Regions from separate parts of the Acanthopagrus latus genome. Here region 1 is linked to region 2. The links are chromatin contacts, called in public Hi-C maps. All regions are on one chromosome and are shown on one strand. Each heading gives the region's core, a stretch centred on a gene start, on an enhancer-like site or on the middle of the called end of the contact. The rest is flanking DNA. Distances are from core to core; before and after follow the strand shown. Region 1 holds the start of LOC119025462 (muscleblind-like protein 2a). Region 2 holds the start of LOC119025964 (claudin-10-like).

Region 1 (5,844 bases), core at 2,102-4,601, 150 kb before region 2:
AAAGCATGTTGATCTCTCTCAGTCCATCTGCCTGTCTTCGCTCCTATGTCTGACATATGTCTCCAGATGTGTACCTAGATTTTTTTTTCCAACCTTATGTTGCTAATGGTAGCTCATTAGTACAGGATACAGATTCTCATTATTTCCACTGACCATTCTAAAATTTACATATGCAGTATCAAGTCTGCACACTTCACATTTGATTTATGTATGCCAATTTTTCCTCAAGAGATGTGAAAGTATGTCACAGACACAGACAAACAGCTGTTGGGCTGGTATGAGATGTGTAGCTTGGTGGTGTCATGGTAATTGGTCAATTAATAACAGAACACAATCATTTCTTAAGTTGAAATCCACTGAACCATAAGATGCATGTTATGCTAATGATGCATTCGTAGCACATTATGTTGATAAGTATCCACCACAGCAGACTAACAATTAAAAACTGCATTTCATATGACACTCTGTATTGAAATAAATGCTGTGCTTTCTCTCTATATCTAGTATGATCTATTTTCCATTACACTGGGAGCTTTAATTTGCAAATTGATTCTTGAAGAGCACTTAGAGGCAAATTCAGTTATTGAGTTATTTGCCCACTGTAGCATATACATAATTTTAAAAAAGTCAGGGCAAGTCTTAAGCACACATCATGCTGGAAGTCAAAGACAGGACAGGAAAGTCAGACCAGCACACTAAGTGGTTAAACACACAGGAAGTTGATGAGCAGGCACAAAAGCAGTTAACTCTTGACCTGAATAAATCTGTAGGAAAGTCAAAAAGTAACATGATCTAGGAATCAACTAAGACCAAAATGTAACAGCTTCAGACTGAACTCTCCTGTTGTTAGTCCTGATCTTCTACTGTAACAACCGTTCGGCAATACAGCATGCTATCCCACAGCATACTGCAGCAAATTCCTTTGGACGCAAGTCAGGAAACGGAGCAAAACCTACCTCTCTCACTTCATGCAGCACTAAAGAACTTCAGTCCCCGACCAGGAATCTAGGTTAGAGACAGAGTTTTTGAGCAGCTAACTCGTTGAAATATTGACCTTAACAATGGCTTTTAGCCCTGTCTCTGTCCCACAGATTCAGAAAGAAAAGATTTTCCTTCCAACAGTAAAAACAGACAGCCTGTCCAACTCTAACTGAAACATTTACAGCCACCCCCTTCCTGCCTGAGTGCCTGCCCCTGGAAGACCCTCCCAGTCACAAATTGGCCAATAGAAAAGCAGATGCTGATGCACTGAGTGAGAGCTGGCTGCAAAGCCCGGAGCACGACACTGTGTGCAGTTGACCCTTTATCTATGAATACAATTTGACTTAATTCAACATTTGATCTTGCCTCCAGAATTTATTACTACAATCATGAGCAAGTACAGACTTAAGAAATGATGTATCTATCACTGTGACAACCTTCTTTACCAATATGAGCATGTAAAGAAAGTAGCAAATCAGTGCACGTCCTGAACATGTTTTCGGAATAAGAAATACTTAATTACAGTTACAGTTGCTCTATGTAGAATAGAAATGTCACACTATAGAACTTACAAATATTTGCATTCAAACTTTATAAATATAAATACTACTAAAGAAAGCAACTTAAAGATATGTAAATTGTAGCATACTATGACTATAGTGTAGGTAATATAATAGTTATAAAGTTATATTGCAATATGTAATAATTGATATGAGTGAACAGTATAAATAAATGCTACTTAAATGCTACAAACAACAGTAGAATATCAAATATGATACTGCACAGAATAAAAACTAGGAGAGCAGAAATAAACTGTACAAAAAATGTAACTGATGTGAGAATTGCACTGTTTGATTATAGATAGATAGATTATAGATTATAGATTATTGTCATGTTACATCATGGGATATAATAAACAATGCCCCACAATTTTACATAGTAACTGCAAATGTAGGCTTTTTTTCATAATCTCCCTTTGTCATTATTATTTGGCATCCCTTGGTTTGGTTTGTGAGTATGGCTGGAATTTGAATTTTGATATCAGAGTACATCCAAGCTTTTCTTTCCAACTCACCATACAAAATATTATGGCATTTAATGAGATACTTTTCTGAAGCCATTATTCTCAAAAGTCCCCTATTCTGCAGCTTCTTCAGCTTTTGTGACTTGTCATTCAAAGTGGGTTTTTATGTGAAATCCAGCATGACAGCTCCTAAGACTGACAGGGTAAACAGTCAAAATTGATTTAGAGTGTTTCAATGTACAACAGAAAATGCTACTGCAGGAAAATATGATGACATGGCAGTATGATGACATATTTAGCCAAAGCAGTTAATCTAATACTTCATCGCTGCTTTCTCAGCACAGATGGTAAACTCATGTTGCACAGCTTATGTTAGTGATAAGGGTGAATAGAGGCACACATATTGTAGGTACACACAGCCTGTCGTAACACAACTTGGAAGCATATTGTGTGCTGTGGTAATTCTGTTTAAAGCCCCTACAAACTACTTGAGATAGTTAATAAAAGGTCGTTATCTATTTTTTCATTAAAGGTGACATGTGAATTTCTCTTGTCTGACAATGGCTGAATCGCCCTTACAGTAGTTACTGTATGTACAGTTATGTTTTAACTCCAAACAGCAGATAATACAGCAGGACTACAGTGACAGTCAACACCTGACACCATCGTGTGCCATACTGCCTCATATGCACGTTTTGCTACTAGCATAGTTAAGTATCGGATATGCACTCTCATCCTAGGCTACTTTAGCTAGCTAATCACAAACACTTAGCTAGCGAGCTAGAGCCACAGCTGTCATGCGGCTAACATTACGACATGAACGTTAACATTTATTAGCTTACGCTAGCCTCACTGTTAGCCGAGGAGAGCACCTACTTACCTCATCATCACGGATGAACCGCTACCTTGAGGAATCACGCACCAGCAGCAGCAAGGGCAGACGACACAGCGGTCCAACTGAACTGAGGGGGGGGGGACAACAAGATGTCAAGTGGTCGCGAAATGTCTCGCTCAAAAAACCCGTTTAAGTCACGCTCTGTTCGTAGAACTATAGCTTGTTATTTCGCCCATCTATCCGACCTCATTTCATCCTTACTTTGTAGCGCTGCACAGATTTAAGCAACAAGCTTTTGACAGCTTACTGTACGACCGTCAGGTTACTGTGAGGAGGGGTGTCCCGGTGTGCGCTGTGCCCGAAGACCGACTAGGAAATTGAGTGTGCGACATTCAAAATGAAGACACTACATTTGAATGTTACTTCAAAATATAAATATATAAAATAATCTATAACGTAATCAATTGCAGGCAGAAATAGGTCGTTCTATAACTCGGAGCTTCTTCGTTCCCCCTACGACCGCAAAGTGGTACGATCCACACGAATGCCAGTAGGCTAAAAGGGCAAGGGTTTGCTTGTTACCAAGGGAACAGCAATAAAACCATGTGAGTTTTTCTGGATTAGTTTAATGAGAACACGCTTTCACGCGCAAACGTAAACATCCAGTTAACGTGTAAAGTGTATCGATAGTGCGTAATCAGTATTAAGACCAGTCATCTGCATTTTTTCCTGAAGAGTGATGTAGCAAGTGAGTTTGTATAAGAAACAATGACAGGCATAATGGAAGACTTTTTGGTAACACAATGTAACGAAAATGTGAGTTTTAAGGAACAGATCGGGAGCGACTCGATAATCAATGAATTGTTCATGAGTCGTTGCTGAATAACTGTGATTTAAGGACTGTAGGCAACAGTAGATGATGAGTTACTAAACAACAGATTGGGGGATGCTTTATTAATCAGTAGTTAATGATTAGTTCATAAATATCTTTGAGGAGACATATTGAGCATTTTCATCATTCGTTGTCCTTAATAGCTGAGAGAGTTACCAAGTGGACTCATTAATGAGTAATTACTCAGTCATTAGTCACTGTTTCTGTGTACTTTCACAAGTCACATTTAACCATTATGTATTGATACATTAATATAGTATCTCCCATTCTGTGATCATTATCTGTTATGCTGTCCTTGAATCAGTTATTCAGAGATTACTTATTAAGGATTCAGTAATCATCAAGTCGTTCCAACTCACATATCTCTGTACCATATTGAGTGTCACTTTTTTTTTAAAGCATCATCATGAAAAACACTGGATTTGTACAGTTGGAATAAGAAGCAAAACTGTAGCTTAGAAATAGTAGCTGGAAGCCTTCGCTGAAATGTGCACTTCAGGGAGGTGCTCAGTGTGGGTAGAGTCAAATGTTTGACTACCCACAACAAGCAGACATAACTGAAGACACATATTGAATGCAAAGGAAGTTAACTACATCTTTGAAGGTTAAATAATGTTGCACCTGTATTTCTTTATATGCAGTTATTATATTCAAATTGTTTGTTCAGCATGTTTACACAGGCTGAAGTGTTCATAATGGAGGGCTGTTTGCAATACTGATGAATATGCTGATGGGCTTCCATCATCAGGTGGTGCTTTTCAGTCTAGCAAGTTATAAAGAAGAGGTAGCAGAGAAAGAACAATTTCTTTTGTTTTCTTTTTTTAATTTGGTGTATGATTTTGTTCATAGAGACTTAATACACACTGTGCTGACTCTTGCAGTTCGAGGTCAAACTGGTCCATTTTCATCCAGCGAAAAATATATAGCAATATAAATAGATATAGAAATAGAAAGTGTTGCTTAAAGGCTGTTAAAGAAGGTAAAAATGGGACGGCTGTGGCTGTGCATGTCACAGTGTCCTTGGGCAAGATACTGAACCCCAAACTGCTCCTGCTGTGCTGGTCAGCACCTTGCATGGCAGCCACTGCTATCGGTGTATGAATGTATGAATTACAGTAAGTTGCTTTGTACAAAAAAGTCTGCTAAAATGTAGATGTAATGCATCAAACTCAGTGTATCTTGGTAATATTTATTCAAATGGTTCCGCTTTAAACACATTCTAGGTGTCCTGTAACAGCTTTATACACATTTTTATTGATACCCTACTACTGTTAATGTGTGATGAAAACATCAAAGATGTCTTATTTCAATATACTGTAACTATTCAGTAAAGTGGCTTACAAACAGCTTTCCTTTTTTGTGCTGAGGACGTTGTTATTAGCTCCTCTGCTGTACTCCATACCAAAAGAAAGGGAAAACCCTCACACAAAGTATCAGGTTTGAATGCTTTGAGAGGTGTGTTCTTCACCTTCATTTGGTGAAAAAAGTCATATATTAGAAATTTTGAAGATTCATTTATTAATACATGTTGACCTTGATTTTAGCGGCAGGTCTAAAATATACATTCAAAAGATTTTTATAATAATGATGAAACAAACTGTGGTGAATGTAAAATCTGAACCATTCCATCACATGAAATGATTTAAATACTGTTGGTGCTCATGAAAAAACACACACCGTTTATTAGTACTTGATTGATTCCCCTTTTATTTTTCATGGGGCTTCTTCTAGCAACAGATGAGATTTATGTGATCTGTCACACTGACAGATCTCTTCAACAAACTGCGGATGTGGCATCTAGTGCCACAGGGAAAGGTCAGCGTATTGCTCCCTTTGAGGGAAAATGTCACTGTCAGAGTGAGTCAGCTGTACGAACAAAGAGAATGCAGAAACCCTCGCTTTCATTTTATTGACCTTAACCCTGTTTGCTGTTCATGTTTTGTTATTTCCTTCACTCCTTTCAATATTTCCAGGCGTCACTGAGTGGCTTTGTTCTGTATCACATTTTGAGTTCATCTTGGCCAGATGTCACGTGTATTTCCAGACGTTGTCACTTTATGAGTCAACACTCAGTCCACCCGTTTGACTCGAAATTGCACTTGCAAACTCTAC
Region 2 (5,822 bases), core at 2,976-5,475:
ACCTGCCCACTTTAGATCACAATCTATTATATTAAAATAATGTAATTATAACTTTACATGTTAAGCCTATAATAGCGCACTGTTGTCTAAAGCCTTGTAATTCTGTGTATTGTTTCTAAAATAATTCCAGTTCAGCATAATTAATGGTTGCTTCACAATGTGGATTTATTTTAACATGAGTGCACATCACCATCATTCTTTGCAACACAACATCCTTTTCAACAAATTCAAAAAAGAATAAAAGAATTAAATTTTGAAAAAAAAATTTTTTTTTTAAATGTAGAAGAAAAAAAAGTGTTACACTCTCTATAGCATTCAAATCAGAACTTAGATTTCTCAAATACAACAGTGTTCACAGAAATCTAATCCCTAAACATGAAATGGAATATGGAATATGGTTCCTTCCAGCAGCTATCGCTCCCTCTCCACTGGCTCCTGGCTCTGCCTCTGACACTACAATCACATTTTAAAATGGTCATAATTCTCAACACTAATCTCCCCTTTTTCAAGTCAAAAATTCAATTTAGTTTCATTATTGTAGTGCTGAATCATGTATCATCATCAGTTATCTCAGGGCATTTTTCATATAGAGCAGATCTACACCATACTCTTTATTATATTAATTGGCATTGAGTGGTATAAGATGTAAGGTTTGCACAGGGACTATATGGCATGTGCCTCCTCCATTGGCATATACCGCTGGATGGATGTATTGAGTACCTTTCAGGACAGATTACTTGGCAGACTGTTGCAGCTAAAAAAAAAAAAAAAAAAGATTAGATAACGTGCTAGCCATATGGGAGGTGCACTGTAAGATTATAGGCTCTCAATTTGATATCTTGTTGATGTATAAACAGTAGCCAGCACTTTTCAATATGCTTATGTGCAGTAGTAACGTTGGTACCAAGAAATAATGTGGGTAAAAACATTCATCATTCAACATCAGTCACAGTCAGTTACACACACCAACATGTGCTTGGTTTATGTTCACCATAACCAATCAATATGAAACACTGCTATGATAAGAATTCCCTCATTGTTTTAACTTGATATCTTAATATCAAAGTACTGTTGTTCCTCTGACAGAAACTTCCTCCCTCCACCACAAGCACCGAACCTGGGGCAACAGAACCTTCTAAATAGCTGCCCCCTCCCTCTGGAACTCCCTCCCCAAACACATCAGTGACTGTACAGACCTTAATGTCTTCAAAACACTCACCAAAACTCACCCTTTTAAAATTGCTTTTGATGTATAACTTGTCTCTTTCTTTATAGTTTTAGCATGTTGTTTTTATATGTCGGCTTGTTAACCTATAAACTGTCTTTGTGTACCCTGAAAAGCGCTATATAAATTAAATGTATTATCATTGTTAATGAAAGTCTCAGTTTTACATTTAAGTAATGTGCCAATCCTTCCCATTACCTCCTATGGAGAGCAGATCCAAAGTCCGGTGACCTTTGTCGTCATTGTAATGAAAATAAACATGCAGTTGACATAGTGAAACATAGTGTAACACATAGAGAATCAATAATCTGATTTTTTTTTAAAAACCCTAGCAAACCTAAAACGTTTGGTGCCTTTGCCCCCAAATTAGGTTTAAAACACCTGTTTTCCACTGCTTAGACTTCTACTGCACATTCTCATGGTTTAACGACACCAACTTCCTTAACAGTCCGCCACGATGTGATGTCTTCAACAAATGTCTTGTGTTTGAATGCTTGGTAATACTATGTATTAGTGTGAAGTCCTCCTCTTCCATGCTTATAAGAAGTCCATCTGCAGCTGCGCTAAGTAGGTTGTAACCACTGTGGATGTCAAACTGTGCAATCACATTAATGCATCAACACAACTGGCTGATATCTTTCAAGGTTTGGCAGTGATAACGCATGCGATTCGGCATTGGGGAGAAGGGGCGTACGAACACAATGGTACACGGTCATCTTCAACACTAATTACACATGGCACAGACACACTGCCACAGACTACCCATTTTATTAATCAGTGGACTACCTGGTGTGATTTAATAAATGAGAAACATCTGCTCAACATGCAGAAAGTGTCACTCTGCATGACAACTGTAACACAAATGTTTTGAGAAGAAAAGGATGTAATGCCAGAGATGCCACTGTTTGAGGTGTTTACTGTAAACTGTGCACAGTATCTACCTCGTAAAATGAGGGTAGAGGATCAGTAGAGTAAAACAGCTTAATCTCACGGAAACATGAGACTATTAATGCAAACCTGTTGCCCTGAGATAGGCTGCAATCTCTGAGGAGCACATATGACATATAGTCTATCGACAAAAAAAAAGGAAAACACAAAACTCAGTCAGCTAAGATTCAGTGTCAGTTATTTGCATCTGTTTTATTTTTGATGAAAAACCTTAAAGTTTTTTTTTTCCTATTGCAAATTACAGTTATTTATAATTATTTGGGACATTGCACACAACATTTAGACCAAATGTTTTTGATTTTGCTGTTTGCTAACATGCTATGCTATGCATAATCCTAACATTCAATTCACAGCAATAAAAAAGCATTCAACGATAAAAAAACCCCATAAATTCCCCAACAATGGAACTTGAAAAACATGCTAATATATATATAAAAAAAAATAAAAATCCCAGGATAAGGTCAACTTTAGCTGTCTGTCAAAGAAGAAACACCAAGTTTCATAAGTTCCACTTTTTTGAACCTTTCAGACTTAGTACACAGTACATATTTTTTACCATATATCTTGTATCTTACCAATGGCTTTGACTGAAAATGTTTTATATTCACATCCCTCACACAGTTCCACTCTTATCAAAGTCCTGCATCTCGGAGGAGCTGCTGTAGTCTAGAGACGGTCTCTTTTCTACAGACTGTGCCTGCTCGCTCAAGTAGGAGTAGATATGAGAATGTGAGGCAGCACCTTTGTAGATATAGTTTTCTTGACTGTGGCTGTGAAGAAAACACAGGATAATCATCAAAATGGACTCATACAGAAGGTTATTAACAACAGTTATCTTCTGTATATTTAAGCATATGTGTTACTCATACCTTACCTTTTGGCAAAAGAACCTGTGATGGAGAAGCAGAGCATGCTGCCTCCAACGATACAGAGGATAGACCCTCCCCAGCCAATAAAGAGAGCAGCTCCCAGTTCGTACCTACAGACAAAGACCAATAGTTAATTGTAATTTCTTCTAACTGATGGAGTCATAAAAACCCTCTGGTTATACAGTCTCACAGTTCTTACTTTTGTCCCATGAACTCTGGGTCGAAAAACTCTGTCAGTATCTGGTGTGCGTAAATAGAACATGATGACATTGAGCAGATGCCTGAAAGAAACAGGAAAAACAGAAAGTGAATACACATATACATACACAACTGCACAGACAAAGTACCCTATACTTACCACTAAGAATGAAATTTCCGCCAGCAACGCAGGCAATCCTGGCTTTGTTTTTTCCAGTTCCTCCGATTTTGGTGCATTTCATTCCAATCAGTGCAAATGTAGACCCAAATAAACCCAGACAGACAGCTGAGATCATCAGTCCCCGGCATGCTTGGATGTAGCCTTTTTACATTAAATAGAGAGAGACCAATTTATACATGAAGCAACAAATATAATTAATCACAAGTAAGGCTGATAGTTTAAAAGGAGCTGACCGTCCAGCGCCAGCATCGAAGGAAAGTCTTTGCAGTCGGACACTCCTGTTGAGTCAGTGACACAGTTCTTCCACAGGTTGGAGAAGTAAAGAGGTGTGGTGATAATGACTGTCCCAGCAAGTGAATACACCCTCCAGTACTCCAGCGGCAGGGTGGATGTCACTAGTGCCCACCCAGAAGTGGTGAAAATAAAGGCCAAGATCTCCTGATACATTATCTTGCTTTTCATACTGCAGGGATGACTCCTCCACACTGTCTTGTGATGAGCGATAAAGCTGGTGACACCTAAATTGTATCAGTGGCTCCGTACAAGTATGTTAAATAGTTAGACTATGAATGATAGGTCATGTGTTGTTGACTATTATATTCTGGAGGGAGGAGTCTGGCCCCGAAAAAAGAGAAACTTATTATCTTCAGCTGGATGTGGGTAAATAATAGAAATGCTGAAATTAAAACAGTTCCTTGGAACAGCTTTTCACCTCACGTTACCCTGCCGAAACTGTAAATAAGGTCCCCAGCAAGTAACACCCTGTCAACACTGGCTGGGCCTGACAGACACAAGATTGTTGACACAGACAACCCACACCATTTAATGTCTGTGACATATTTTAAACATATATAGAGAGTTAAACTGTCGTGAAACGCTGGTATGATGTCGATATGACTTTTTCTGTGTCCATACTCCTGTACACCTCTAAAAACCAGGGTGGGGTGCTGACCCTCATCTACTGTTGGTAACACAAGTACCTCATACGGCCCCTTTAAACCACCCCTTTTCATTTATCCAGCCTTTTACAATGATGTCGAGAGCACAAATGACAAATGAAACAGAATAGGTGCAAAAGTGTGGTAACAAACAGAAACAATGAACATTATCACAGCGAATAAACAATGGAAATAAAAATGATAACAGATAACAAGAACTATGACAGAATACACATGAAATAGAAAAAAAGTGCATGAAAATGATAAGGCAGGGCCATACACCTTTACGGGGCGGCTGTAGCTCAGGACGGTAATCAGAAGGTTGTTGGTTCAAATCCCCCCAGCCGCATGTCAAAGTGTCCTTGAGCACGATATTGAACCTCAAATTGCTCCCGATGAGCAGTTGGCACCTTGCATGGCAGCCTCCGCCATCAGTGTATGAATGGATGAGTTGTAAAGATAAATAGATGGCTTCAATGATCTGTTTCCCTCAGGACACAGGAAAGTAGTTCTGTTTCTGTGTAAATAACCATTTTTTGTCTAAGGTTGCTAAGAAGTGCTTTAATATGAAATTATAATGCAAGTTTCTGATCCAACCAGATATCCAAATATTTGTATTCAGGAACTCCTGTTGGCGTGGTAACATGCAGACCAATGCCTTCTGACTCTTAATAATATCATGAATTGCGTTTTGTTTGCATTGAGGGCAAATTTCAGGTATAAAAAACATAAAAATATTGCAATATTGAGAATATTATAGTTTGTCAAAAGGTTGCTGGAGAATTGTAATGGCTTTATGTGCAGTTATAACGCAGCAGCACAGAACTGTATCATCAACATAAAGATGGTTGTTACAATTTGTTGTAGAGAATGTGGTAGTGTTACTGTAGATTGTGAACAAGACAGGACTCAGTATTGAACCTTGCAGAGCACTTTTTGACAATGGTAAAAACACAGTACAATCCATTCCTACAGTCACACCTCATCCCAGAGGAAACAAAAGTTGGAGAAGAGATCTCAGTAGTGTCTCATTCATTTCTTCTAGACAACTGTGAGTTCTATGTGAGACCAAAGTGAGGCTGTGGCTGATTTCTCCTGTTGCTCAATTGTTTCTCTTGAGAAACAGGTGCACAAAATCTCAACTTGGGCTCCCTGTAAGTTTCAAAGGAGAACTCATCGAGCTCTCAGTGAAGTCTCTGGTTGTCTCAACTCTTGTGTCTCTTTTTGATCTCAGAGACATCACAGAGCTCTCTTTATGAAATCGATCTACTCTCATTCCACTCTCCTCAATTCATGTATCTCAGGTTGATCAATCTCAGAAAGAAATGTCCAGCAGGAACATTTTAAAAAAGAGATAGCCAAGTGACTGCACTACCCGCTGAAGGTGATATCAGCCAGACCCTGGCTCACCTAAGGATGACCAAAATGGTAATGCACAGTTTTTAATTTTTAAAACCAGTGTT

Evidence for each region. A called contact is a pair of places that touch in the nucleus more often than the background predicts.
Region 1: a Hi-C map of liver shows a contact between it and region 2, with 2.8 times the contacts expected there. The contact joins the promoter of LOC119025462 here to the promoter of LOC119025964 in region 2.

The regions. Positions count from the first base shown.
Region 1 is chr9:13,891,482-13,897,325 of fAcaLat1.1, reverse strand. LOC119025462 (muscleblind-like protein 2a) reads right to left here and starts at 3,351. Exons shown (of 9, transcript XM_037109031.1): 1 at 2,886-3,351.
Region 2 is chr9:13,740,598-13,746,419 of fAcaLat1.1, reverse strand. LOC119025964 (claudin-10-like) reads right to left here and starts at 4,225. Exons shown (of 5, transcript XM_037110013.1): 1 at 3,655-4,225; 2 at 3,401-3,562; 3 at 3,242-3,323; 4 at 3,048-3,152; 5 at 2,582-2,943. The coding sequence starts at 3,883. The coding sequence ends at 2,787.